2 separate regions of the Mus musculus genome follow, and region 2 is linked to region 1. A link is a contact called in public HiChIP or PLAC-seq data. All regions are on one chromosome and are shown on one strand. Each heading gives the region's core, a stretch centred on a gene start, on an enhancer-like site or on the middle of the called end of the contact. The rest is flanking DNA. Distances are from core to core; before and after follow the strand shown. Region 1 has its middle 51 kb from the start of Rgs8. Region 2 has its middle 28 kb from the start of C230024C17Rik.

Region 1 (5,294 bases), core at 890-3,389:
AACAGTAGCATTTGCCATAAGTAAATAGTTCCCCTACCCGGGAGGTTAAACACACCTTTAATCCTAGCACTCTGGAAGCAGAGGCAGGCTGATCTCTATGAGTTCAAGGCCAGCCTGCTCTAGAGATCGAGTTCCAGGACAAGCAGGGCTACACATAGAAACCCTATCTGAAAAAAAAATTTTTTTAAATCTCCCCTAAATATAATCCCACTATTAATTTTAAATGGCACACATGCATCACCTAAGGCCAATTACCACTAAGTAGGAAATACTGGGTTAAGGGCCCATCTAAAAAGTACCTGCTAAAACATGAGTATCAGAGAGAGGATAGAGAGCACACACAGAGTTAGCTGTGAGCATCACATGAACAGGAGACTGCTCCCAGACAAGGGTTCTCATCCTCACTAGACGGAAGAAACACAAATGACCTAAGAAGCAGTTTCCAAATCCAAGTCTCTGGTCTCACACAAGATTTAGCAGAATGGGCGTGGACCATGGTATCTGTTTTCCTAAGCTCCTCGGGCAATTAGGATGATGAGTCAGCAAAGCAAACTTCAGGTGACTCTGGGAGGGCCAGCAAGAATGGCTTATAGGTAAAGGTGCTTCCCACCAAGTATGGAGACCTAAACTTGATCCCCAGGACCCACATGGTAGAAGGAAGGAAGGTCGACTCCTGCCAGATGTCCTCTGAACACAGTGTGTGTGTGGGAATCTGAGCCACAGTTAGCTCCATCAATGTTCTGGGGATTGCAGTATCCAGATAAACACAGCCTAACACAGCGATCATTCCACATAAATGCAGCAACAAAATCAGTCCTCTGTGGATAATTGTAAATAAACCACACAGCCCTAGAGAGGGGTGTTTTTCCTCTTTCACAAAAGATAAACAGGGCATGTGTTTTTTTCTTTTGGATAGGGGAGGCTGTACAAATGTCTACTTAGTCATGAAAAAGCTATCAAAGAGATAAGACCTTGAAGGTTGGTGTAAAAAGGAAGCAGAGTGGCTGTGGATTGCTTTCCAGTAGAATGGAGTGAATCAGGACAGGCCTCATAGGGATAAGAGAATTCCTAAGCCAGGCAGTGGTAGCACACACCTTTAATCCCAGCACTCGGGAGGTAGAGGCAGGTGGATCTTTATAAGTTTGAGGCCAGCCTGGTCTACTGGTCTTCAGGGCGAGTTCCAGGACAACCAGGGCCACAAAGAAACCCTATCTTGGGGGGGGGATAATTTCCAACAAAAATCCTCCAATAAAGTCTTCTCTGTCCATAGAACAAGCAGGAGGCAGACTTCAGCTGGAGCCTGTCTTGAATTTAATATGTTTTCTGGAACACATTTCTCTCACAACAAATACTGTAGATGACTGTGCAGTCAGCTTCTACTATACCCTCTAATGGCCCTTGCCTCCATGTAATTTTTGCTTGTTATTCAGCTTTCTGTTGCTATAATAGAGACCCGAGGGCCGGCCAGATAGCTCAGTGGGCAACGCATTCACTACACAATCCTCATGGTCTGAGTCTGATGCCCAGAAGGTGACTACACAAAACTGTTCTCTGATCCCCACATGCTCACCATCACACACACACACACACACACACACACACACACACACACACACACACACCACATACACAAAATAACAATTTCTTTAAGCGTCAAGAAATCAAGGCTATAAACAGGAAAGGTTTAAATGACTCACAGTTTTAAAGCTTCCAGATTGTCCTGGGTCTGTGATGATACATCATGGCAGAAATGGACAGAGGAACGAATCTGCTCACCTTATGACCAAGAGGCAGAAGAGAAGGCAAGCAAAGATTGAGGGCCCTCAATCCCCTTCTGAGGGTTGTGCCCTCAGAGACAGGAAGACCTCCCAGGGGGCATCTAAACCCTCTACCACTTCCTAACTGTGTCACAAGCAAGCTTCCACCTTTGAACCTCTGGAGGATACTTAAGATACAAACTATAGCTGTGACTCTGGAATCCTCTTTACTGTGGCATGGACGGAAGACATTGACTTGTTTTTAGATCACAGAACACAATAAAAGGGTTACAAGTTCTAATACTGTGGCCAGCATCCTGCTCAACTAGCTCTCCCTTCTCCGGTTCTTTCTGCTTGCTCACTTTGACAAACCTATCTTCCACATCATGTGATAGGCTGCAGAGAAGCTGGTGTGACAACGGACCACGGGAAGCACATTACTTCCTGTGCAATAGACTAAATTACTTTAAAGCTTGAGCCTCAGCCAACAGAAAAGTATTCTCTCAGCTCTGGAAGCCAGGAAGATAGAAATCCATTCCTCTTCAGCAAGATCAAGATGCTGACAAGGTTGCTTTGTGGGGGCGGGGGGAGCCTCTAGGGTACTTTTGCTTTTTTAGCCTTCAAGTGTCCGTCCACACCCTGACACTCATGGCTCCAACTCTCCAGTCTCTTCCTTTGTAGTCGCGTCACCTCCCTTCTGTATCTAATCGCCCTCTGCCTCCCACATAAGGCCACTTCTGGCAGAGAAGAACCCTCTCCGATGGTTCAAAGTACTTTCCTCATCTCAAAAGCATTAGCACGAGGCTTAGGCTGTGCTCGGTGGAAATGCACTTGCCTGGTATCACAACGGCATGGCTTCTATCGTCAGCACAAAAATAATTGTCATCTCATTCTTTAAAAAAAAAAAAATCCTACATGATAGCATGGTGGCACATGTATTTACTGCAGCAAGAAGACCCTTTTTTAAATACAGCCATTAAAGACGCCATTCCCACAGTGCAGAGATTAGCCCTGCTATCTTTGGAAGTCATTATCCAGGAGCCTGCCATGGTTCCTGGCCAATAGGCGGGAACAAAGGCTGTCCAGTACCACTGAGAGCTCGGAAGCAGATGGATCCCCTGGAATTGACTGCATCCAGCAGCATCTTCAGCCACAACACCACAGAACCACACTAAGCAATACTCAGATTCTTGACCCAGAAAAACTAAAACATATTTATTATTTTTTTTAAGCAACTAAGTGTTGGGAAATTTTGTTACACAATAGCAGATAACTAATAACCGCTTTGCTCAAGGTTCATACAAAGCTAATGCTTTATGTATACATTGTATTACAAGAATACAGGGAGGGGGAGGGGATAGGGGATTTTTGGAGGGGAAACTAGGAAAGGGGATAACATTTGAAATGTAAATTAAAAAAATATCTAGTTAAAAAAAAAAAAAAAGACTTGCCGGGGCGGTGGTGGTGTAACCTTTAATCCCAGCACTCGGGAGGCAGAGACAGGTGGATTTCTGAGTTCGAGGCCAGCCTGGTCTACAGAGTGAGTTCCAGGACAGCCAGGGCTACACAGAGAAACCCTGTCTCGAAAAACAAAATAAAACAAAAACAAAAACAACCCCCCCCCAAAAATTAAGAAAACAAACAAACAAAAAGAATACAAGCTACAGAATTAGAAAAAGCCCACACACTGGGCCTATCTAAGTGAGTTGGCTTAACTTCTCTGTCCTTTGCTCTGATTTACACTAGGTGGAAATAAGATTTTTCCCATTTTATTGTTGATGATATTGAATAAAAAGATACATGAGTTAAAATACCTACCCAAGACAGGCATGGTGCCATACACCTTTAATCCCAGCACTTGGGAGGCAGAGGCAGGTCAATCTCTGAGTTTAAAGCTACCCTGGTCTACAGAGTTCCTAAACAGTCAGGACTACACAGAGAAATCCTGTCTCAAAAAAAAAAAAAACAAAAAAAAAACAAAAAACGGTATTTGGTGCTTAATAGGGAGTAAGTAAGTGCCTGTGCTAGGCATGGTCCAGCTGTCTGTAATCCCAGATCTTGTGAAATAGAGACAGGAAGACCTTGAGCCCAAGGAATCAATATGTCCAAAAACCAAACCAAAAATAATTCCAAGCTGACTGTCAAGGCTCAGAAGGCTGGGGCCAAAGGACTTCAAGTTCAAGGCCAGCCTAAGCTGTCTCATAGAAACAAAGGAACAAGAGAAGATGGGGAAAAAGGAAAGGATGAAGAAGGCCTGCAGTTTCTTATGGAGCATAAGAAAATACAAATTTAAAAACAAAATAGCATGAAATATATTTTAAAATTATCAGCTTAAAGGGTTTAATGAAACTACACCAACCATGATGGTACACACCTGTAAACACTTGGAGCACAGAGGTAGGCAAATCAGTGTGTGGGGAGGGGGGCGCTAGCCTCGTTTTAACAGTTCCAAGGTAGTCAGAATTACAGAGAGGCCCTGTCTCAGAATAGCACACACATATACACACATACAAATACATGCACATGCACGCACACACATTTTGATGGAACTATAATTTTCTTAGGTCAGATACTCAGTGTTATTTTGAAAAATTAAAAGCATCTAACTCCTGCAATGGGCAGCATGCCCATGGGCCATGCTAACACTGGTGCCCTTTTTGTCCTGGTTAGTTTGGGTTTGGGTTTTGGTGTTTCTCCAACTTAGCACAAGCTAGAGTGATCTGAAAAGAGGAAACCACAAGGAGAAAATGTCTACACAAGATGAGCCTGTAGTCGAGTCTGTGGAGCATTTTCTTAATTAGTGATTGATGTGGGTGGGCCCAGTCCACTGTGGGCGGTGCCATTCCTTTGCAGGTGGTTCTGAGTGTATAAGAAAGTAGGCTGAACAAGCCGCAAAGAGTAAGTCTCTAAGTAGCATTCCTCTGTGATCTCTATGTGAGTTCTTGCCTCCAAGTTCCTGCCTGAGTTTCTGCCCTGGCTTCCCTCAAGGATGCACTGTAATGTTGAAATGTAAACCAAACAAACCCTTCCCTCCCTGAGTTGCTTTGGGTCAGTCTTGATCACAGCAATAGAAAGCAAACTAGAACTCTCGATGTGCAATCATGTAGTTCTGGTACGGAGTCAACAAAATAAAATAAAGCAATCAAAACCAAATTGGTTTAGCTAGAGTCAGACATTTATTGATGGAGAGAGATGATATAAGCACTTAATCTTAATAAGAGCAAAGGAGCAAGGGACCTTGAGACTGAGAGTGAGTCTGGAAAACAGCTCAGAGATTAATGGCAGGTCCTTTGTTTGTGACAGAGCAGAGAGGCCAGGTCAGGAGGCAGTCAGGAGAGACAGTTTCAGAAATACTTTGTGGGTCATGAGGCTGAAGGTTAATGGTAAGGATACTGAACAAGAAGGAAGCGAGAGAACTAAATAAAGAAGGCTCTCTCCCTCCCTCCCTCCCTCCCTTCCTCCCTCCCTTCCTGACTCCGTCTCTCTCCCACAGTCTCCCTCTCCCTCTCTGTTAGAACTACAGGTTCGTTCCTACAC
Region 2 (5,294 bases), core at 1,903-4,402, 110 kb before region 1:
ACCTCAGCAGAATCACACAGAATCAGACCTTCTGGGTCCTGTCTGTTGTAGAGATGTATTCTGTGCATGAATAATTTGCTTATTGCTGTCTTGCTTATGGCGTTGTTGTGAGTTTTACTTATGGTGAATAAAGCTGGTGTAGGCATTTGCATATGCATCCTTTTTAACATTAATATAGTCAGCTTGTAAAATAACAGGTTTCATTGTGACAGCGCACACATATAAACATGTTTGCCTAATCCCCCCACTCTCCTTCCTCCCTTCTGTTTTCATGTCACATATATATGCTTATATTAATATGTACTTAAATCTGCATTCTACCTATGCAATGTTTTACTTCATCTCCCACACTGCCCCCACCCTTGGAGACTTTTCCTCTCCTTTTTAAATCACCGTCTACCTTATGTTATATAGGTGTTTAAATCTAGATTCTACATATGAGAGAGAAGGTGATATTTGTCTTTTTTTTTTTTTTAATCTGGCTTATTTTGCTTAACATGGTGATTGCTCCGGTTTCACCCATTTTCCTGCAAATTACACGATTCTATTCTTTTTGAGGCCAAATAAAAGCTCTGTATACATATTACATTTTCTCTCTGCATTCCTTGGTTGTGTGTATCTAGGCTGGTTCTGTGTGTGGGCTGCCATGAAGAGTACAACAGTAGATATTGCATAAGTGACTCATGATAGACATATATTTTTCCTAGTAACTGGGCCATAGTGTAAGTATACATTTAGCTTTATGTGAAGTGCCTAAGTCTCTTTCTGAAGTGCTTTGGCCTGCTTTGCATTCATACCACCACTGTGTAAGAATTTTACACAGCCACACTTTTGCCAGCCCTTTGTGTGGTCTAGTGGATTTACAGCACAATCTCACTGAGGGACTTGGATGATTTTTTTCCAAAAATCCCCCAGTCCCCGGGAGAGCTTCCTGGAGCTCTGGTGCAGCTGGCTCTCCTCTGGGTTGTCACTTATTCTTCACAAATGTGGCTGTTTATGGGCAGAAGAGAATCATCATGGCGCTAGGCTGATAGTAATGATGACCTCCAGGCTTGCAGAGAAGAGTAACCACAGCCCACTTGGATAGTGCTCCCTGCCAAAGAGGATCAGTAATACATCATTTGCAAACTTAGAAAGGAGGTCTGTAAAGCTATACATAAAAAATTATATAACCATTGACATCTGTGGAAATCTGGCTGTATCCCTGTGGCTTTAGTGCTATAGTTTAAAATAATTTGGAGGAAGAAAAAAAAGAGCTATGAGAAAAAGGGGGTTAGCCAAAGGAAGGAAAAATGTATTTGGAGCTTGCTCTAGTTAGAATCAATGACCTCAGAAGGGCTATGTGTCCAAGGCTTGGTTCCTCTACGCTCCTTTTGGAGGTTTGGGGTCATTAATAATGTGTCCTGAATGGAACCCGGCTGCTCAGTCTCTTTTCTTTATTTGATTTTCTGGCTTGTGATATAAGTGGGTTTTCCCCTACTCTCCTGCTATGATGAGCTGTCCTCAACCAAGGCCCAAAGACTGGAACCATCTAGTCTTGAACTTGACTATCTAGGGTCATAAGCCAAAATAAACCTCTAACACAGACACACACACACACACACACACACACACACACACACACATTAGCAACCACAAAAAAAGCTGACTAATACAGGGACCCTCAGATACAGGAACCCTTGGAACTGGCAAGGACACAGACTGTTTCCAGTTCTGGCATCACTATCTACAAAACAATCAGTTGGTCAACTATTTGTTCCACACTTTCCTGATGATTATGAACCAATTTTAAAATGTGGTTTATTGGCCACGTAGATACATAATTTTGTGATGGGCCTTGTTCACATCTTTTGGTCAAGGTTATAAGCTGTTCTAGGTAGGATCAGATTTTCTGTTGAGTTGTAAGAGTGCTAGATACAAGCCTTTTGGCAAACGTGTGCTGCAAAAATCATTTCCTGACCGGGCTATCCTATCTATTTCGATGCTGTCATTGGGCAAGGAGACGTTTTAAATTTTGATGTAGTCTAAGACTCTTTCCTCTTCTGCCTGATGCTTTTATGTCCTAAGGCTCTTTGTCTATCCCTAAACTATGCAAGTATTCTCTCCTGCATCGTTCTGTAAGCTGTGTGGAAACTGATGCCCTTTAAACTGGGCTCTTTGAACTCTAGAAGGGCCTAGGGGAGAAAAGATGAGGTCTGCCAAAAGGAACCCTTGACTTCACCCTCCTCCCCTTCTCCCCTCCTCCCCTTCCTCTCTTCTTTTCTACCTCTCCTCCTTCCCCCCTCCCCTCCTCCCTTCCTTCCCTCCTCCCCTCCTCTCCTCTTTCCTACTTCTACCTCAGCTGACACTGCCCCTCTGCCTTCTATGGATTGAGGATGTAACTAAAATTTCACTGAACAGGAAGATCTCCACTCTGCCCTTAGCCATCCCACTGATCTGTCCAGTCATCGAAGACAGGCATGGCTTGTATTGTTTTCCTTTACATCATCATCAAGGCACATTGTCTGGGAGAAAACACTGTAAAAAAAATTAATTGAAAAACCAAACCAAATATGGACTGAGAAGAGGGACTGTATTCAAGTTATCTCAGTGTTATATAAGATGCCATTCTGAGCATCCCATCTGGGTCGGCCCCATGAAGGGAGACAGGCTCCCGGTAAGATGAGCTCAGAGACCTTCGCCTATGCTCCATGGGCAGCAGGAATAAAAACCATCACTTCTACTTACATAACCTTTCCTATTTATAATCTCCTTTCCTATATCGCATCTTTTAAAAAGGAGCTTCAACAGTAAAAGCCCTCTTTCCCTACTCACAAAGACAAGCAAAAATACCCACAAGAATTTCCAATATACGGAACAATAGGGAAAGGTGGTGGCAGGCCACAGTTTCAACTGAAAAAGAATTGTACCAAGTAAGGGGATGACGGGTCTATGCCCCTGGGCCTCCCTTTAGCCAAATCCCAACTAATGCATGAGAGCTCTCAGCCTCATCTCTTCTGGGTGAGGACATCATCTCAGTGTCCCCTTCCCCCAGGACAGCAGTGTGGCCGTTCACTAAGGGCAGGGATATTACACATAAGTCTCATAGTTACTGCCTTTTCAAAATTCACAGACACCACCCCCACCTCTGAGCGAGACAGGCAAGCGTGACCCCAGACAGGACATGACACTTCCTGTCTGTGGCGGTCAGCAACTCCTACCTCCATCACTCACTCCACCCCCACTCCTGGTTTCTTCACTCCCAATTTCACTGTTTATCTCTATTTAACTGCAGCTGACCTAAGAAGCTGACGTGATTATATTTCTTGTCTGGAAAATGAGTATTTGGACACATTCAATGGTTGGATAATAAGTTGTGTTTAGGTATACAGAAACATAGCCTGTGCCTAACACATAGAATGTGCTCAGTCTCTGTCTCTGTGATGAAAATAACCAGCACTGTTCCCTCGGGCGTCTTGTCTGTCTCACAGGCCTGATCTCAGTTTTGTTTCTGACCCAGACTAAGTTCTTCCTTTAGGAAAAAGGAGGTAATTTTCCTGAAGCCACGACTAACAACTGTTGTTAACTTGTTTCTGGTATTTGGGTCAGGGTCTCACTTATCAGGCAGGATGGCTTGGAACTTGTTATGTTACCTAGGCTGTACTTGAAATCCAAACCCTTGTGCCTGTCTCCTAAGTTCTGGGACTGCATGTGTGCACTGGACCTAACTAAGACTGAAGCCTGTCTTAGTTAGGGTTTCATTGCTGTGAAGAGACACCATGATCACAGCAATTCTTATAAAGGAAAACATTTAGCGGGGGCTGGCTCATAGTTTCAGAGGTTTAGTCCATTATTGTCATGAAGCATGGTGGCACACAGGCAGACACGGTGCTGGAGAAGGAGCTGGGAGTTCTACAGCTCGATTCTCAGACAGCAGGAAGGGACTGCCACACCGGGTATAGCCTGAGCATCTGAGACCTCAAAACCCAGTGACACAAGGCCACACCCACTCCAACAAGGCCACACCCACCCCAACAAGGCCACACCTACTCCAACAAGGTCACACCCACTCCAAAAAGGCCACACCTCCTAATAGTGCGACTCCACATAATCCTATAGGAGCATTTTCATCCAAACTATCACAGAGCCTAACACTTTTTAAAAGCCCCTCTTTCCATTTCACACCCATGTGTGTTCCCAGAGCTTCTTTCCACTGAACTCCTTCTTCTTCTTCTTCTTCTTCTCCTTCTTCTTCTTCTTCTTCTTCTTCTTCTTCTTCTTCTTCTTCTTCTTCTTCTTCTTCTTCTTCTTCTTCTTCTTCTTCTTCTTCTTCTTCTTCCCAGGCCTGTTCTTGGTGTCTCTTCCCCTTCATTCCCGCCTGACACACAGGTTGAAGACAGTAGGCTCAGACCACATGCCTTGTCACGTCTGAATTGTATACAGCTCAGGGAGCATGGATGGAAGCTAGTGACTTCCCCCAGCCACCCAGGACAGAACCTCACCCTTCATTTCTTTTGTCCCTTTGTGACTGGCTGAAAGCATGAGTCAAACTAAATTTTTTTTTGTCCCCATAAGTTGTTTCTTAAAGTATTTTAGTCACAGTGTCAGAAGAAATCACCAGTACCCCAGGCTGTACCATTCAAGCCTGAAGTTTTTTCTGTTAGGCCATAGATACCGTTCAGATGCAACCTCAGGTCACCTCCTCTGTCACCCTCCTAGAGTGGTAGAGATCACAGCAGCTGAGCTTCCCTCTGCACAGGGACATCACAGTCCCCATAAGTGGGCCTCCAAAACTCAAGGAGCTCCATGTTCAAGAGCTGTATTTTCTTCCTATTTCCTGGCTGAATGCAGGGGAAATAGAAAACAAAATTCTATCGGGACATTTAATGCCTGGAAGAATCTGTCAAAAGCTGTTATACTCGATCTAACTCTGTGATGTAGGACACGGAAACTTTGGTCTCAGGATGGGGAAGCAGAGGAAGAGACAAAGGAAATGGACGTGAATGAGTGACTTGGGAATCCACCCTAAAGAATCAAAGCACTAAGAATACAGTAACATCGTGATATTGGCCAGGACCAGGGCTCCAGGGATACTTGGAGGTTCTGAGGGAGTTCCAAGTTTTTGAGCTCAGGAACAAGGAATTGAAGATATGGGTTGGATAGCTGTAGAAACAGGGACAGTTTATTAGAAAAAGATTCATTTCAAAGGGTGGAAGGGAGCCAGAAAGATTAGTGGCTCAAATGTCCCCTGCTGCAAACAGGGCAGAGTTTTTATGTGATGAGCTGAGTCATTTTAAAAGCAGGACACTTCCTTG

What was found. HiChIP or PLAC-seq counts read pairs in DNA pulled down with a chosen protein or histone mark.
Region 2: a contact with region 1 is called in an H3K27ac HiChIP or PLAC-seq map of the HPC-7 cell line, with 6 times the contacts expected there. The contact joins two enhancer-like sites. A contact is called at or near these places in 1 of 15 datasets of contacts at CTCF or cohesin (CD8 T cells), 1 of 484 Hi-C or Micro-C datasets (embryonic stem cells), 6 of 115 datasets of contacts at active chromatin or transcription factors (the 230-238 cell line, CD8 T cells, the HPC-7 cell line and 3 more) and 1 of 9 other capture datasets (embryonic stem cells).

Annotation. Positions count from the first base shown.
Region 1 is chr1:153,599,631-153,604,924 of GRCm38.p6, reverse strand. No RefSeq gene overlaps it. Among named protein-coding and RNA genes, the nearest start is that of Rgs8, 51 kb to the left of the region's middle. Within about 2 kb of position 2,139, at least 41 of the 459 cell types and tissues checked have an H3K27ac peak or open chromatin away from gene starts, as enhancers often do. A contact at or near this core is called in the 230-238 cell line, CD8 T cells and the HPC-7 cell line, where this site is marked.
Region 2 is chr1:153,707,494-153,712,787 of GRCm38.p6, reverse strand. No RefSeq gene overlaps it. Among named protein-coding and RNA genes, the nearest start is that of C230024C17Rik, 28 kb to the left of the region's middle. Within about 2 kb of position 3,152, at least 20 of the 459 cell types and tissues checked have an H3K27ac peak or open chromatin away from gene starts, as enhancers often do. A contact at or near this core is called in the 230-238 cell line, CD8 T cells and the HPC-7 cell line, where this site is marked.